3 separate regions of the Gossypium hirsutum genome follow, and regions 2 and 3 are each linked to region 1. A link is a contact called in public Hi-C data. All regions are on one chromosome and are shown on one strand. Each heading gives the region's core, a stretch centred on a gene start, on an enhancer-like site or on the middle of the called end of the contact. The rest is flanking DNA. Distances are from core to core; before and after follow the strand shown.

Evidence for each region. Hi-C and Micro-C count contacts between places; a contact is called where the count stands out from the background.
Region 2: a Hi-C map of leaf shows a contact between it and region 1, with 4 times the contacts expected there. The contact joins the promoter of LOC107902204 here to the promoter of LOC107902730 in region 1. A contact is called at or near these places in 15 of 34 Hi-C or Micro-C datasets (callus, fibers, hypocotyl and 3 more).
Region 3: a contact with region 1 is called in a Hi-C map of leaf, with 2.2 times the contacts expected there. The contact joins the promoter of LOC107950993 here to the promoter of LOC107902730 in region 1. A contact is called at or near these places in 4 of 34 Hi-C or Micro-C datasets (all in leaf).

The regions. Positions count from the first base shown.
Region 1 is chrA08:10,973,798-10,977,864 of Gossypium_hirsutum_v2.1, forward strand. It overlaps LOC107902730, which reads left to right and starts at 1,999. Exons shown (of 4, transcript XM_016828995.2): 1 at 1,999-2,227; 2 at 2,777-3,221; 3 at 3,499-4,067. The coding sequence starts at 2,820. It overlaps LOC107902956 (a long non-coding RNA gene), which reads right to left and starts at 808. Exons shown (of 3, transcript XR_001685665.2): 1 at 166-808; 2 at 1-48.
Region 2 is chrA08:11,123,061-11,127,127 of Gossypium_hirsutum_v2.1, forward strand. It overlaps LOC107902204 (2-methyl-6-phytyl-1,4-hydroquinone methyltransferase, chloroplastic), which reads left to right and starts at 1,982. Exons shown (of 3, transcript XM_016828445.2): 1 at 1,982-2,985; 2 at 3,152-3,458. The coding sequence starts at 2,423.
Region 3 is chrA08:10,836,858-10,840,924 of Gossypium_hirsutum_v2.1, forward strand. LOC107950993 reads right to left here and starts at 1,862. Exons shown (of 5, transcript XR_005900133.1): 1 at 727-1,862; 2 at 449-641; 3 at 1-293.

The DNA of each region.
Region 1 (4,067 bases), core at 749-3,248:
TAGTTCAAGCATTTAATGTCGAGTATTTTGCTACCCTTTGTGGGCGATCTGGACAGACAGAAACAAATGATTACATGAAGGAAAGAAAAGTATGGGCCTGGAAATTGTTGCATGGATAAACAAATATATTAAGGAACTAGAGGGGTATGAGGTTCGAGATTTTACCACGAGGCACGAGTCCATAGTTTGGTGGCTACCAGTTGGTTCTGTTGTCAAACTTAATTTCGACACTGCTTTTGATGACTCTCGGGTAAAATCAGTCTTAGGGGTGGTGGTTAGAAATGCTTCGGGGGAGGTCCTCGCATTCTAAACAGTGGCTCACGGAGAGGTGGCCTCTTCATTTGCAGGAGAGGCCCTTGTGTGCCTCCAAGCAATGTTTATGGGAAAATAGATGGGGTTCGCATCAGTTATCATTGAAGGAGACTCGATATTAGTAATAAAAAAAAAGTAACTCAGAGAAGACTAACAAATCAGTGATTGGGGATATAATATGGAACATTCAGCAGCAAAAACAATTTTTTCACCAAATAACCTTTCAACATACATACAAATTTGCAAATATTATCGGTCACAACTTAGCTAGAGAAGCGATGAAAGGAGAATCGTGAGCATACCTGATCGGAATAGTCCCTGAGCAACGAACATTGGAGGTGGATCAACGGAGAATGAGGGAACCTGACTGAGGGTTGTTTGATAGGGGGTCTATGCATAGAAGGAAAACAGGAAAGTGGGATTTTGGAAACCGCTTTTCTGGGACTGGAATCGGTGCATTAATTGTGGAAATGCTAATTGGACTCCAACTGTTATCAGATTGGAAGTTTATTTTAATTTTCTGTTTAATTTTAATTTGTCTATTTCTTTGGTAATAATTTTAAGGTTTTACCATTATTGGGTTTTGTTTTCATTTTTTGGTGGGCCTGTGAATTTTGTTAGCCCATTCCTATCTTTTCTTTCATTAATATACTAGTCTATTTTGCAAAAAGTAAAAAAGATATGTGCAATCTCTAAAATAGTAATAAAATTAACAATAAAATAAAATTTATACAATATTCAAATAATAACAAAAAAATAGTAGCAACATAATTGTGAAATTGTAACAAAATAGTGAAAAAGCCAACAATAAAATAGCAATAAAATAATAAAAAATAGAAAAATAAATGCAATTTTTTTTTTGCATATTCAGGCCGAGCTCAGGCCAAAAAAGCCTTACTCGAGACCCAAAATCCTCTCATTTTTCGAACGGGCCTTCAGACTAGGCTAGATGGCCTGGCTCATGAATAGGTTGACATGTAAGTTATCACGCCAACAATGTTAAAATTTAATGTTTTAATCATCATTTCTTTTAGAAAAAAACGATACGACTATTTTTGAAAAGTTGATGGCTAAATTTAGCTTTTAAAAAGTAAGAGTAACTTGAAAAAAATATAAACATTAAGAATTAAATTTATTATTATATCATTTTTTATTTTGTAAATCGAATATCGGTTGAAATATATTTAAATTATAATAAGTTAAATTTAATAAAATTAAACGGGATTAAAAATAATATTTAGATTTTTTTAATTAGCTATTTAGCCCTACTTACGGGCACATGTAAAATTTAAGAAGGGGTAATTTCATTTTATTTAGAGATGGAATTTCAAAATCTTCAAAACCATGGAAAAGATATGATAAGGGCATTTGTTATTTTATGTTACGGTTACAGCTTACGTCATACATATGCAACATAGTCCAAAATGCCCTTATGGGAAATGACCTTATTGTCAAGCTTTGAAGTAATTTTTAACTATAAACTATTTCTAAGTTTAAAGACAAGAAGCTAGTTATGTAGCATTAATTTCAAATAACAAGGATTTTTTTAAAAAAATATAATATAATCAAAATCCAAATAATCATGACGGAATTTATGCTTAATCATGATTCTGTATTCTTTGATTTTGTACAGGAACTAAAGACCTGTTTTTTTAATGGTCTCATAAGGCACGTCGATTCTGAGGTTGTAATGAAATCAATGGTCCAACATGGCAAAGATTTTGTCTAAAACTATGAATTATCCCCATCATTTATTTCTTCAAAAATGAGTTAATCTTTGATTAGTAGGGTTTTTTTTTTACTTAAATAATAATCAAAAGAGAGCGCAAAATAAACCAATTTTGCGTAAGGATGTGGTCATGACCGCAACTAAACTGCGTCCTGTTCGTTTTCATTTCTTCACTTTTACTCTCAGGTCAGTCCCATTCAATTAATTAAAAGTTTTCAATTGAATTGAATTGGAATTCCTTCTCAATTTCTAATTTTGTTTTTGTTTTTGTCTTATTATAGTTCATAATTTTAGGATGTTTAATTCTGGGTAAGTGCTAGTTTTTTAATTATTTCAGTTTCTTTTTTCTGGGTGTTTTTGAGGATTGCAAAACCATGGGTTGATTGATGTTTTTGAAAACTGTTGGCTGAATGAGTTCATTTGAGTTTGGTTGCAGAATGTTCCCTGTTTGTAGCATCAATCTTATTTTTTCTAATTAGATTTGATTATATCTCTATATAAACTAGCTTCATGGAGTTCTTGAAGATTACAATTTTCTTATTTTGCAATTGAATGTTTTGGGAATTAGACCCCCAAAACGGGATAAAACTCTCTCCACTGTTTTCTTTCCATTCACAAGATTCGATCTCAAAATTTTGCTTGGCATTGAGCTCCTTTCCACTCAACTCAGGATCACTTTTAGATCTCTTTTAGCAATCACAATATCAGTGGTATTAATTTTGTTTTATATTTCAGTCTTGTTTTTCGGGATCAAGCATAATAAGAGTTCAAAAGAAAAATGAAGTTCAGAAAAGGGAACTTGGTGGAGGTTTTGAGAAGAGAAGATGATCCATGTGGTTCCTGGTTTACTGGTAATATTCTTTCAGCAGATGGTGACTACTATATTGTTAGGTACAAACTGTTTACAGACTGTGAAGGAAGAAGGGTGGTGGAGACGGTGAAAGGGAAGGACGTTAGACCATTGCCTCCATATGTAAACCGGAAGAATTGGGCAGTCGGGGATGTAGCTGAGGTGTTCGATATCCAGTGTTGGAGGATAGGAAAGGTTGCAAAGGTGTTAAAGAACAATGATTCATTTGTCATTAAGTTGTTTGGGTCCATCCTACTTAAAGAATTCCATGTGTCAAGTTTAAGGGTTAGGCAGGCTTGGCATGGTAACAAATGGATGGTGGTTGGGAAGGTAAATGCACCTTGCATTCATCGTGCTTTGGACCTAAATTCTCTTTTCTAAATGTTTAAGTTTATTAGAGCTCTCTCTCTCTCTCTCTCTCTCTCTCTCTCTCTCTCTATAAAGCATAGCATAACTCGTGATAAGTCGTTTCGAATGAATTCAAGAAAATATCTTCTTGTTGCCTTCCACATTGTTCTTTATGATATGAACTTGATTCTTGCTTGAGCTGCAGTTGTTTTTTTTCCGTATTATCAATATATCTGAATCAGCCTACATGTGATTGCAGGTTGCTCAAAGTAAAGATTTGGCCAACAGTTTTACAGCGGAAACTCCGTACTGTGCCAGTGGCTTGCGTTTCAAGACTCCATTACTTATGAACAAAGCTTTGCGGTCTAAAGAGAAGGATAGAGAGGGACAACATAAGACCAGGGCTCATAATGTCATACATAAAGTCTACGCACATCAATCTGAAAAATGCAACATTGAGAAGCACTTTCGAGGAAACCTCAAGACTAGGAAATCACCTCTTAAGAGAACACTTCCTTGGTTTAACCAGGTAGATGATTTTTCTTACCCGAATGCAGGGATTGATGAAACATTAATTAAGCAATCGACTAAAAGGAATAACAGGATGGAAGACGCAAGTCCATACTGTGTATATCATTCTTCGAGGTCTGTTCAGTATACTGAAAATAGCAACCAATGCTCAGTTGCTAGCTGTAGTTTCAATGGTGTTGCTGGTGGCCGACTTTCTCCTAAACCATTGGAAAACACATCTGATCATTCCGATGCCGAGTCGTCATTCCCATCTTTGTGTGGCAAAAGAGACTTACCCTCATCCCCTGTTGAAAAAGT
Region 2 (4,067 bases), core at 732-3,231, 150 kb after region 1:
TCAAAATAAAAGTTTCCAAAATAGATTCTTTTCCATCAACTTTTTTTTTAGCCCAAATTTGTTACGACAACGCGCATCTTTGACTCTTTTTAACTTTTTTAGTTTTGCTTTTGCACCTAATCAAAATCAAATAATAAGCCCCAAATTAGTGACATCACATTCAATAATTTATCAAAATTAAGCATAATAAACATGTAAATTGGATGTATTGTCACTCTATAAAAGATTATTTTTGGTGTCGGCAAAAAGGAACTTGAATTTTCATTTTCCTATTAATTTTCAATAATCTATTTTACTATGAATAGCTAATTTTAATTTTTTTTAGCCAATGTAAATGAAAATTCTATCTTATTAGAATTGTGAGATTTGAAAGTGTTCTTTCGTTTTTTTTCTTATTCGTTGATATTTGCTTTTCTATTTTATGAGATGGATTGGTATTTAAAATATATAGTTGACAATAAGTGTTGGGTACGAAAGGCACATTGCTCTCCTAAAGAAAGAACTTAGGCTCAAACCCTGGAAATGTCATTGTTGGAAGAGTAGCTACACAAACTTCAAAAGGGTCTTCACGACCGTAAAACAGACATAGAGATACATTATTTGTACAAAAATGAATTATACATAGTTAATTAGAGTAAATTGGTCAGTAATTGTCTCTTTATTCCAATAACCGAAACATATTAGCGTAGTTTGATTTAAAGAACAATTGGATTATGCTATGAAAATGTGTAATCTAATTTAAATGAATCATGTTGTTGAATTTGTTAATTATAGTTCGATCTTTCTAATTTGTAAGGCTATTAAAAAATTAAATATTATAAGTGTTTCTTAAGGTTGTTTGACTTAAAAGGGTTGATTGTATAGTTATTCTCGCAATTAATTTATAAACTCAAGAAAGATTGATGGTTTAAGTAAGAAAACATCTAAAATTCGTGATCAATTTGACACCGAAATTGACATCGCACCTTAGATTGGAAATCTCGTCATATATGTTTACTCTTGAATATTTCGAATTGCTGTTATTTACATTCCGAATTTTCTTTATATTATTTTTGCAAGATTTAAAACCCCATTTTTTTTTATTTTTCTTCAAGATTGCAAAAGTCGTGCTCACAATTGCTCTAGTTACTAAATAATTTTAGTTGATCTAATCTCTTTCAGATTTGACCCTACTTTTCTATTTATAAAATTTATTATGTTTTTTACGGGTAGGAATTTAAAGTCCATGGATTCCGCACCATCATATATTAATTATGGTTTTAATCTCTTTTACTTTTAATTTGAAATTAATGTGAATTCTCGAAGTAACACCATTAATTATTATTGTTAAAATGATGAAGTGAATTTCTCTTACAACAACTAATTTAATTAAAATATAAAATTGTTATTAATTGAATATATCTCTTAAAATTAAAATACAAATTTCTTAAACTTTAATATTTTTGTTGATACAATGTATCGTCAATAGATATGAAAGAAGGAAAGAGTGTTCTGTTTTCTGGTTTAAGAAAAGATAAGAAGAAGAAGATAATAAAGATAGAGTCTTTTTTAGTACCGTCTTTTCTCTCAAATCGAGTGTTTGGGGTTATTTAAACTATGAATATTTCGAATTGAATTTCGAATCAAGTTATTATATATTTTATTATAATTATATAACAACTTTATAAGTGGGTTTGAAAATTTATACTGTAATTACCCTCATTCTCATATGTCAACTATGAATTGAAAAGGGTAATTAAAATGCCAAATTACACTCAATTTAACGAAACCTAATAATTAATAAAATTTAAATCTAATTATTAATTTTTTTCAATTTTAATGTAGTAAAAAAATCCAAATCATAATTAAATCAAGATTGCTGCTGCGAAACAAAACTCGATGCTTGGTCGTGATTGGGCCTCGTGAGGGTAGGCAGAAATGAATGCGCATCACCTTGCAATTAAGAGAGGAGAGTAAAGGATCCACCATTCAGCAAAAAGAGCCCATTGTCTTTGTTTGCACCCTGCGATTTTCACTTCTCCTACTAAAACACAATCAAACTTCAAATAGTAAATTCTTTCTTAAATATAGGACAAAAACCAATCAAAATAATAAGCCAAAAAAGAACCCAATCCTGTGGTGCCCGTTAACTCGATTTCTCTGCTCTAGAGACTCTCTAGTCTCACCAAAGTTGCATAAAGAAAAGTAGCTAACTGCCTAGGCTTGGATCTGCGGTGCTGGACCAAGTACCATGTTTTGTGGGCTACTGGCTCTCTTCAGTGTTCACCTAGCCTAACCACCGCCCTGAACCCACCAAACCACCAGATTTGGGTGCTGGGTTTTTGTCTTTATATTTTTATTTTCTCATTTCTTTCAACTTTCAACTAAACATTGCACCTTCTTAATTTGTGGGGTTTTTTTTTTTTGGTTTGCTGCTTAATCCATGGCTTCTTCCATGCTGAATGGAGCTGAAACCTTCACTCTCATCCGAGGTGTTACCCCAAAAAGTATTGGTTTTTTGGGGTCAGGTTTACATGGGAAACAGTTTTCCAGTGCGGGTTTAATCTACAGTCCGAAGATGTCCAGGGTAGGAACGACGATAGCCCCGAGGTGCAGCTTATCAGCGTCAAGGCCAGCTTCACAACCAAGATTCATACAACACAAAAAAGAGGCCTTTTGGTTCTACAGGTTCCTCTCAATTGTCTATGACCATGTCATAAACCCAGGTCACTGGACTGAAGACATGAGGGATGATGCACTTGAGCCGGCTGATCTCAATGACAGGGACATGGTAGTTGTAGATGTTGGTGGTGGAACTGGTTTCACTACTTTGGGTATTGTTCAGCATGTGGATGCTAAGAATGTTACAATCCTTGACCAATCTCCTCACCAGCTTGCAAAGGCTAAACAGAAGGAGCCTCTCAAGGAATGCAACATAATTGAAGGTGATGCAGAAGATCTTCCTTTTCCTACTGATTATGCCGATAGATATGTGTCTGCTGGAAGGTATATTTTCAACCCCCTTTTAGGACTATCTCCTATAAGATGTTAAATACTGGTATCTTTATGGTTTGCATGTATGATTTGTCTTGAAATTGAGAGAGGGGAGGAGATAGTAGCTTGATAATGCCTCTAACTGGGAAATGGGAATATGGTATTGTGTGTTTTTCAGCATAGAGTACTGGCCAGACCCACAACGGGGGATCAAGGAAGCATACAGGGTGTTGAAACAAGGAGGAAAAGCTTGCTTAATTGGTCCTGTGTACCCTACATTTTGGTTGTCTCGTTTCTTTGCAGACGTTTGGATGCTTTTCCCTAAGGAGGAAGAATATATAGAGTGGTTTGAAAAGGCTGGATTTAAGGATGTCCAACTCAAAAGGATTGGCCCTAAATGGTATCGTGGAGTTCGCCGACATGGTTTGATCATGGGGTGCTCTGTAACCGGTGTTAAACCCGCATCTGGGGACTCTCCTTTGCAGGTAAATCACTTTTTGAACACTGCTTCATTAAATAAATCTTTACCCTATTTGACTAGTGAGTTGTCTAGTGATGTCTGCATGTATTTATGTCATACACTCTGTATTATGAGCCAAGGATTCAAAATGTGGTGAAAGGTTCTGTACATTGTTACAAATATACAACTATTTTACCTTCTGTTTAAGGAGCCATAATCATAAGCCGCAACTAATCCTCAGAATAGCCTCGGTTCTTTTTATCCTGAATTGTTCAAATTCTGGTTCTGCCTTTGTTGTTCAGTCAAAGAAGCTCTCAGTCAACAATCAATAAATAAGTTTACTTTGGCACATAATTGATAAGTGTTTTCTAATAGCCCCTTGTAATCATCTCTCATTCATCTCCCACCTCGGTCTTTCGTGATATGAAGATGGAATTGATTTCTTTGGTCTATGAGATTATCTAGATCTCTTCTAGTCTTTTAGGTGCATACATTTTCAGATGATGCTTGATTACTGGAACTGAAAGAAGAGCTATAAGATGTATGGAACTGATGTATTTGGTACAGCTCTACCGATTTGTGTTTACTGTATTAAACTCTTTACTTGGTTCAGCATCATGGACATTGGATTGTA
Region 3 (4,067 bases), core at 612-3,111, 140 kb before region 1:
AGGTGAAGGCGTGATTCGATTATAAGGAGAAAGCCATTTGGCCTTGATATACTCGGCCTTTCGCCATGGAGGAATGTGCATTCCCTTCTTCTTCAGGCATTGCTTTACCGCCTCTGAAACAGTAACAATTATCTTCTGGAGACGATCAGCTTTGCCAACGAAGATGAAGGGAAGCATTTGGAGGATTGATTTGTAAGTCTTCGTTGATCGGGCGAGTTCGAACTCTGATCTGAAATCGATGTCGATCAACATTCGTTCCCCCTCAATTATCACGTCTATGTATTCGTACTCCCCTGCTAATTAAAAATAGAAAGTGTTATTATTTCTAAATTGTTAAAATAAAATAAAATCAAGCCATTAGCATAGGAATCGGATACTAGCATAAATATCTGTATGACAAATTTGAAGACGAGTTAATAATACAAATAAAAAGGGAGAAAGAAAGTACCGGCGGGGCAAGAGGGAGATTTTTCCCAGCAAGATTTGCAGATAGAAGCATCATATCCAAGGGTCAGTAATCCATCAGTGACCATTTTCCTGCAAAAATCATCTTTACTCTTACAGATCTTGTTCTTCTCCACAATCTTCGCCGTATCCGCCAATAAAATCTTTTCACTCACACTCATAGGACAAATCAAATTCTGTTCCATAAAAGATGAGCTACACATTTAAAAAATAAGCTACAATTTTACAATTTAAGGAAAAAGGCGGAAAATATTGTAATACCTTTAGGATTTCAGATGCTTCAGCGGGAGAATTAAGATTGGAGTCACCAAAGAAACTATCCATATCGTCTTCGGAGCTGTCGCTGCAGTTACGGTTGAAGCAGTTACAGCGGTTACGGCTGCATCTAACAGCACAAGATTGTTGTTTCTCGTTGTTTTCTTCTATGAAATTCTGAACCATCTTGGCCAAGCAAACAGAGCTCGGCTCGAACTCACCGGCGTATTCCTTGCTTAAAGGGAGCTCATCGGCGGCGATGGTACCGATCTTATCCGTCGTGGAATTTCTTAGAACGCTAGGGAACGGCCGTTCAAACAGCCGCTTGAACCTCGATTTCACCAAAGGCTTTACTGTTTCCGACCGCGGCAGCGCTGCCTCTTCTAGCGTGTTGAAATCGATCGGCTGGATCTTCATTGGGAAAGGCATGTTTCTCGGTCTTCAAAAAAAAAAAGAAAAAAAAAGCCGCTTCTACCTTTACTACGGCAACACTTCAAACTCTCGTTGATTCTTCTCTTTCTGATGAGATCAGCACACGCAATTGACACAGAAATTCATGTTGGAGAGACAAAAAATAATGCAGTTAATCAAGACACGAGACTCTTAACTCTTAACGTTGATTATAATATACAATTATTTGCTTCTCATTTGCCAAACAAGGGATGGAATAACTTCATAACTCTGCTAAGTAGAGTCGCTTTGCTTACGAGTTTTTTTTTTTTTCACTTTTTTTTTCAGATACGGTTAAAGTTACCGAAACACGCAACAGCCCGAGAACATAATGTTATTTCCATGGGAATTCACGCGAAGATTGTGAGTGACCAGCGAGTCCATTTTTCCGGCAACAACTCGCCGGCGAAGAGAACGAGAATTAAGAAATAAAACCGATGAAACAAGAGGTGGTGAAAAAGCCAGAAAATGGAAATGAGATGAGACTGTTAGCAGGGGCAGTGGTCCAGGGCCTTATAAAGGGTGGAGGGGTAGGGATATCTGACGTGGACCTGTTGACAAAATTTTGAAGTCCTACGTGGCGAAATATTTAATCCGTTGAATTTGGGCTACGTGTTGAACCGTGAACCGGTTCATTTTTAGTGGTGGTTACACGATGCCACGTAAAGGAGCGTGACGATAAGGTGCCGGTTTCCGTAATGGAGTCCCATGGTACTCAGGCGCTGTTAATTAGTGAAGTTAATTTAATAGGGTTTAGATAAAATTACCTAATTGGACCTCAAAGGTTGTGGTTAATTTGCTACGTCAATAGTCATCATGACTAGGAAAAAGCAATGAGAGTGTGGGTAGGATAGTCTTTTCAGTAAATTATGGTAAATTAGTGGGAAAGTGATAGGGGAGGTTAAAACTGGAAAGTACAAGTACATGGGAAAAGGTGAGGTCCACAAATCAATGACGGTTTTATTGCTTTTTTGGGATTAAAGGGGGGTGTTAAAGTAAAACGGGAAGACTGTGGGGGGGGGGGGGGGGGGCTAAATAGGGAAATCAGTGGACTTTTCCTTCCGATGCATTAAACCAGTTACCTGATGTCGTTTAGGATTAAGGAGGACACGAGTTGTTTGGGTTACGAATGAGATGTCATTTATTGCGTGTCTATTCCCAAGTTCCTATACTTTAAAAATGTTTCAGATTTAATTCTTGTATTTAAAAAATTAAATTATTTTATTTTTTCAATTTAAATATCCTAATTGTTAGTATTTTTTAAAAAAAATTGTCATTATATTATATTTATTTTTTAACAATCATATGCCTTATTATAGTTTAATTAACATGGTAAATTTTGATATAAATATTAATAATTTTAATGATTAGTTCAAAATTTAAAATTAAAAAATTAATTAAATTTTTTTTAAATACATGGGCTAAATGTCAAACTTGATCAAAACACATGGATTGTATTTGTGTATAAATTATAATATTAATAGGATAATACATACATATTTTCTCCAAGGTTGGTTTCATATTTGCAAATAAGTTTTATGTGATTCCCACATGACACGTAACATTTTTATTAAAATTCTATGTAGTCAAATCGATATGGAGAATTGGTTTAATATCTATGTTCATCTCTCTCTCCCTTGTTTTTTCAAAGTCAAAATAAAAATTGCTTAAAAAGTTGTCAGTAAATAAAGAGTGATTTTTAAATAATAATAAAAAATACAATTTAATCATTTTAATTTTAAAAATTGTGATTTGGCGGTTAAATGGCACATTTTTTTTATTAGAAAAGAAGAAAATCAATTATTATATTTTTATGAATAATATATGTGTGAAATGCATGTATTCATATTTATATATCTTCTTATAAAATATTGTTTTCTAATATTATTAATTTTTATTAAAATTTAGTTTTGAAGGACAATCTGACACCTTTACAAACTCTTTATCTTTCTACTTGTTTGATATGAAATCTGATAATATGATATTAGTTGGGAGTAATTGAGTATATGATGGGCCATTGATATATTATTGTGTGGGGACTCCAAGGAGAAGAAAGGACAGCCATGTGTTTTGATCCCAACATACATCTCTCTTATTATGGGCCTTGTTAAGAAATGATATCTCCTCAATTTAAGGGCTATATATCTCCATTTTATCAACTTTTTAAGTTCACAAATGAAATTAAAAAAATCCTACCAAAAAGAAATTAGGGGAAAAGAAGTAAGAAAGGTAAGATGTGTGAGTTTCACCGTGAGGACCCCACAAGAAAGTGAAGGGTATGTACATTTTAGTGGCGATAATATTGATATGCCTTCCGCAACATTTGGGTTGTACAACATGGTCAGATATCATATCGATTCCAAGTCTAGAGAGTGTGGAGTAGAAAAAATAAAAAGGGCAACCCACAAAAGCAAATAATTATTAATTTATTATCATTATTTTGGTAACTGCCTACTCTTTATTTCAATCCACCAACCATGGTCTTAGTTTTACCCTATCACCCTAGTTAGGATTTTCTTTTTCTTCAGTTGATTTTGTAGACAAATGAATATAAATTCCTCCACTTTCAACATTTCAATGGAATGTTGGACCTTTCAAATAAAAGATTAGATCGATTGAATCAATAACTAAATCGTTTTTTTAAAATATATTTTTAAATAAATTTTTATTAAAATAGATAAATTAATCGAATTAATTTTATTTGATTTCATCATCAGTCTAGTTCTAAAATCCTTCTTTACATTAACCCCAAGACATATATTTATTGCTTAAAATTTTGTTTTCTTTATTGTTTTATTTGGGAAAATCCAAATTTACTATTTAATAATAGTGAATATCATTTGAATTTAATTATAAATGTTTATGTATAATTTTTTTAATTAAAAAAACACAATTGT